Regions from separate parts of the Zea mays genome. Here region 2 is linked to region 1. The links are chromatin contacts, called in public Hi-C maps. All regions are on one chromosome and are shown on one strand. Each heading gives the region's core, a stretch centred on a gene start, on an enhancer-like site or on the middle of the called end of the contact. The rest is flanking DNA. Distances are from core to core; before and after follow the strand shown. Region 1 holds the start of LOC100272607. Region 2 holds the start of LOC100383418 (flowering time control protein FPA).

Region 1 (2,988 bases), core at 346-2,845:
TGGGAGCGCGACACGAGGAGAGAGAAAGCATGCATTGGCGACACAGGCAAGGCAGGGCACGAGGGGGGCACATGTTGGCGCGTCCGATGCTGTACTGCCACGCGTCAGTAAACGTTAGGTGCCGAACCCGTGAAATGCGGTCGGTGTTTCAAACCGGGTCAGGTTTTAAGAACTTAGATATATATGCATAATTTGATGGGTTACCTATTCGGATACACCTAACCTTTTCTACCATATTCCTTGATCAAACTTGGGTATTATACTTTACCTTCGTAGCTATGCTATTGCTACAACTTAACTTTATGCAGTCACTCCGATTTGTGATATTAAGGTTCCAATTGGTAAGTTTACATTATTGTTGCTAATCCGACGATTAAGCAAGATCATATGATTTAATTGGAACATGAAGTGACCACCCGGGAAAACAGTGCTACCATGAGGGTGGTATGGGACGCCCTTGGCTAAATAACTAGGGAAGTCTTATGTTGGGTGCTGGTCGTGGTCGACCGGAACGGGGGCATCTGGCAAGCGCTTATATTTCTGGCTCAGACAGATTGGATACATGCATAATTCCCAAAGCTTTACCCTGCAGACTGGACTATAAGTTGGTTACGTTAGATGTGCTCTATGCAGTTTGACCATTTCCAGCATTTGCATAATGAGGACTCTAGGGAAAAGCCTCGTAGTGAGACCTTAGCCATTCACCTCGGAAGTGAATACAGGTCTAGCTAACCCAAGCTAGAAGGGGATCGTGACTCATGGGTAAAGATGCGCCACCTCTGCAGAGTGTAAAACTGATATATCAGCTGTGCTCACGGTTAAGAGCAGCCTAGACTCCTCACATGATAATTGAACTTGAAGATGGAAATAAATCGAGATCCGATGATCTGCCAATGGTTTGCTTAAGTGGTTTCACTTAAGTGTTTTTGATATACTCTTATACCTTTGTTTAATGGGAATACTTGGGATTCACACTTATTAGTAAGACAAGTGTTGTTAATAAAATGTTGACCAACTAAAATGCCAATCGCATTTAACTTTAGCCTTACCTTGTTACCTTGCATTTTCCCCCACTTGCTGAGCCCTGACCATAAGTGAGCTCACCCTTGCTTAAATTTTGATCAGAAGTTTGCAGATGAAGTTATGATGCTGAGCTCCATGGATGCTAGTCTATTGATACCCCCGGTCATCTTCCTGTGGATGGATGTCCATGTTTCGCTGTACTTTGATGAATAAAGGTTAAGACATTATGTCTGTTCGAAGTGTAACATGTTAATATAATCTTTATTTACGCTCTTATGTATCATTCTTTTAATATATTACACTTGTAATGTCAATATATGTGTGAAAATAAATCCTGGCACACATATGCTATGCACCCGGCTCTGTCTCAAAGAAACGGGTGTGACAGTTAAGGAATAGGTTTTTCTTTCAAAATGAAGGTTGGTAGCTTATGGAATCATGGGCCTAGATCATATTAAACAAACAGGACCTGAGTTGCTGAATGTTTTAATGTAGCCTAGCCCATCAGGCCTGGCCCGATCTCTTCATGGGCTAGTTTGTGTACTTTGGGATTGGAATTGGATTACTCCCCTCCCGGACAAAACGGGGCGAGAGCGCATGGAGAGCAGAGAGGAGGAGAGGAAGGGCAGCGGTGGCGCCGCCGCCGGCGGCGGCTCGACCCCTGGGGCGAATCTAAGGGACCTGGTGTCGAGGGAATACTACGGCCACAAGAAGAAGGTAATACCTCTCAACGCCTCCCCAATATCCCATTATAATTTCTTCTGAGCCCCTATAAAACCCAGAATCTCGCCAGAAGAAAGGTTTCGAAGTTCCAATCATTAGGGTTGCAATTCGTAGGGTGAGGCCCTAAATTCCGGCCTTGCATGCAGAATGATGAAACAAGGTGCGGAAGTAACAATCTTTGGGCCTTCCGGTTTGGTTCCTGAGAACATAGATGGGATCGTGGACCTATCTTGCTTTCGATTCGAAGCTATAAGCGTGGAGAGGGGATTTAGCTATTTCTTCTCTTTATATAGAGCATGAAAGGAGTCAATGTTAAGGCATGATGAAAACGAAATATTGCTGCAGCCACAGTTAGTTGCAAATGAATTTAGTTGCAATAGGCAATCTATTTTGGTTGTCCTTTGTTGCAGCAAAGGGGCCGTGGTGCCTGTCCTTGCAGGGGAGCAAGAGCAGTTTTCCTCTGGTTCTATAAAGAAATTTGAGATTATCTTAGGGCATGTTGTAAAGTTGCAATGAGGAGAAATAAGAAGGAATGATCTTTCTTTCAGGATGAATATATGACATTCTGAGGATGTTTTTTCTTTGTTTCTTACATTATGTTGAATGTGTTGCTTAATTGTCCTTAACTCCTCATAGCGATCTTCAAAGCAAAACCACTCTACCCTAGTACTTGTCGGTACAAAATTTAGATTGATTTGTGGGTTCTTATTTTTGCTTTGTTTTATGCATTTCTTTGGTAATCTTATCATTGTGTTCACCATTCTGATAGTTTTTATCATTAGGTGCACTCTGTAGCATGGAACTGCCTAGGCACAAAGCTTGCTTCAGGATCGATCGATCATACCGCACGTGTCTGGAGCATTGATCCACATGTCCATGTAACTTTCTCTCCTTCTGTCCTTGGTACCAAATTTATCTTTACAGAATGGGATACGCTCCCCACTGTTTTCTTATTAAGATAATGATCGGTTTGGTAAATTTTGAAAATCTGCATAACTGGTATATTCCCTATCTTATAGAACCTAGATAATAAGTTATGACATTGAACTTAAGAAAGCATTAGTTTGCGTGATATGCCAAAGAGGGACAAATGCTTCTCATCTGCACCTCCCTTTTAACTTCAAGCTTTGGCTATTGCAGAAATTGTGACAGGTACTTTACAGTAATATTCCTGTTTCTTTAGCTTGTGCGCAATATAATTTACTTTTCAGTTTATCAGTTATTGTGGTGTAACTCAACATA
Region 2 (2,988 bases), core at 182-2,681, 170 kb after region 1:
TCATTTAAAATGTATCACTTGTACACGTGTGCGAACTCGATGTTAGACAAGTGATTTCACGGTGTGATTGATGAGCAAAACAGGCTATTGAGAGTGCGAAACAACTCCCAAGACCCCAAGTTTAGGGACTAAATAAGGATATTTAAGAAGTTGGTATATTTAGGGATCTCATTTAAGGAACTGTTGAAGCATGATTTTTGGTTACTAACACCCTAAATTAAATTTAGGAAGTTTTTTTGGGAACTAGTGAAGATGCTCTAAGAACTGCGCGGCAAGAGTTGCCCTAAATAAATAGAAAAAATTACTCAGTGCCTCATAGCTATTGGTGAACTATTGACACGAGACAACAGCAACACTCAAGCAGGTACTTTCTAGTATTGATGATTTAGGGTGTGATGGCAAGGGGAAGATACATGCAATAATCCTAGCTATGTTCCTCCAATATGGTTATCATTTGCCCTTTGCAGGACATCTGACAAGGGTCACAAATGCAGAGACACTGTGGGTGTAATTGTTCAGATTCAGTGAAACCTGTGACCAATGGTGCTGACTAAATAAATCCTGCACTGGTAGAATTTCAGTGCAGGTGAACATTGAGATTCTTCATTAGCCAGGCTCATGAAACAGCCTTCTACTCTCTGTTCCTGCACATTTCCGGGCATACCTGTTTTGAACCGATTTGAGACGGGGGCAGTGCTGTGAACCCTAAATTTAATTGTTGATACTCAGCCTTTCTTGAAAGGCTTAGGTTTTGTACACAAGATAAGAGAAGAACACCGCACCGATAATTGCTTGGAGTCAAATTAAATAAACATATAATGAACAGAGGATGTTCAACACTGACCCCCTTGGAAAACTCGATCCTAACAGGCGCCCCAGCCAGGCGAGCCCCCTGGAGCTCCCGCACCGCGGCCACAGCGTCCCCCTCCCGCAGGAAGCTCACGAACGCGAAGTTCCGGCCGGGTTCGCGGGCAACACCCTCGACGTCGCCGCACCGGAGGAACAGCTCCGACAGGTCGGACGCCGTGACGCTGGGCGCCAGGCCACCCACCCACAGGTGCCGCGACGGCGGTGCCACTCCCCAGCCCGACGCCCGACGCGGTAATGGGAAGTACGGGTTCTCCTCGACGCGGACGCCGTGACGGACTGGCCGCTCGTCGCCCAGCGGGCCGCCGCCGAACCTCCCCCGTCCACCCGGGCCGCGGCGGCCCCTCGCCATCTGCAAAAACCGGTCGAGATTGATCAGGACAGCTGCAGTTTAACACGAACGTGAGAGATAAAGGATGGAGCTGTACCATTGGCCGCGGCGAGCGGCGGGCAGCAGCGAGCGGCGGGCGGCGGCAATCGAAAGGTTAGGGTTTGCGGTTCGATGGGACGGATGAGGAAGCCGAGAATGGTTTTTCTCTTTAATTTTTTTGTCGATTTCAATCACGGACCCTGATGTATCGAGAAATTTGGAATTTTTTAGTCCATTAAGGGCTATTTGGCAACTAATTTTTTAAAGGATTTTTATTTTTTAAAGAAAATTAGTTTATTTTAAATTGAAAAAAAATGAGAATCACTTAGAAAACTAGAGTTGCCAAATAGTCCTAAAAGAATCTTCTGGTTTATAATTGCCTATAATTACCACCGAGTCTTTGACTTGTGAGTTCATAAATGTGGTATGATAACAATTTTGCAAAGCCAATTCTTTATAATGGCAAAAATCAAATCTCTCCTAATATATCATGTTTGTACCTCTCTATATGGGTGTGAGTAAATAAAAAATTACTATGAATTCAGGTGTAAGGCCATCTCCAGCAGATCATATATTACATCACTATCGTATTTTTTATTTCAAACTTCACTCTGCAAATAGTGTCAAATAATATCGCGTCCCCTATTTTGCACCATCCATCGAAAACAGCCTAAATAAAAATAACGATCATAGTTAAGTGGTGTTTGGACTGCTTCACTCACGAAAATCGACTCAACTTCACAAAACTTGAGCCAAACATTTCAGACTTCAACTCAGCTTCACCAAAAAATGTGAAGTTGGGACTAGCTTTACCTTTTTTTATAAAGCAACAAAAAGAGTATTTTTGCAACACTGTTTTTCAATATTCTTGTGAAGTTAGGGAATAATTATCCACCATTCCCACCGATTACATAGAAAAAAAACTATTCGTTCTTTTTCATCCACTTTCCCTAAGGCGCATAGCTCTGTTCCTTCAACAACCCTAGCCGATGTCTAGTAGGAACGACGTCGGAGATAGCTAGAGCCATGGGAAGGTACACTTGTAATTGTTTGTGATTGAAGAGGAGCAATGATAAAAACTCGGCAGTAATTATTCTTTTTTGAACAATTGTATTTGACTCAAAAGTTCTTTTATTCTTATAATCTTCTTCCTTTGGTTTATCCTTCGGTAAAGGAATGAAGGTTTTCTATTATTAGTTGTGTTGCCCTATTTTGATCTATCTGAAGGTATTAAAACAAGTGACCAACATTAGCACCCACCGTCGGTAAACTCACGACTGCAAGCATCTTTTCGTCGTGCCTCTGAAAAAGTCTACAGCTCCTGCTACGGTTCTTTATCCCATTAATCAGAACTAGGATGAAGAAGCATGTCTTCTCGAGGCACAAAAGGAGAAAAGAAAGGTTGTGGGTCCTCCACCGAAAGATGGTCCTGATTTAGAATTTGAAAAACTGAAAGTTATCCATCAACAAATCGAGAACCAACGGGATAAGTTGTTTCGAGTTTCTCAACTACAAAACAACAAATTAGCGAAGCATCAGAATAATTGTGTCACATGACACAACAAAAAGAGCAATTTCAGGGTTCACACTACCAAAGAAATCGGGGTTTATTAAAACTCACTCGAGTTTAAAACCCTCCCGTGTTTTGAGGGATTGAGGCAGCCCTTCTATCGACGCGTGGACCACGAGCGTGGCTCCCACGAGAGCAGACAAAGAGCTATTATGGACACGAAATTAGTATTCGATCAAAC

Evidence for each region. Hi-C and Micro-C count contacts between places; a contact is called where the count stands out from the background.
Region 2: a contact with region 1 is called in a Hi-C map of endosperm, with 2.6 times the contacts expected there. The contact joins the promoter of LOC100383418 here to the promoter of LOC100272607 in region 1. A contact is called at or near these places in 6 of 25 Hi-C or Micro-C datasets (bundle sheath, ear, endosperm and 3 more).

Annotation. Positions count from the first base shown.
Region 1 is chr7:86,887,834-86,890,821 of Zm-B73-REFERENCE-NAM-5.0, forward strand. It overlaps LOC100272607, which reads left to right and starts at 1,596. Exons shown (of 11, transcript NM_001147070.1): 1 at 1,596-1,740; 2 at 2,529-2,624. The coding sequence starts at 1,621.
Region 2 is chr7:87,057,987-87,060,974 of Zm-B73-REFERENCE-NAM-5.0, forward strand. LOC100383418 (flowering time control protein FPA) reads right to left here and starts at 1,432. Exons shown (of 5, transcript XM_008654306.4): 1 at 1,296-1,432; 2 at 845-1,219. The coding sequence starts at 1,298.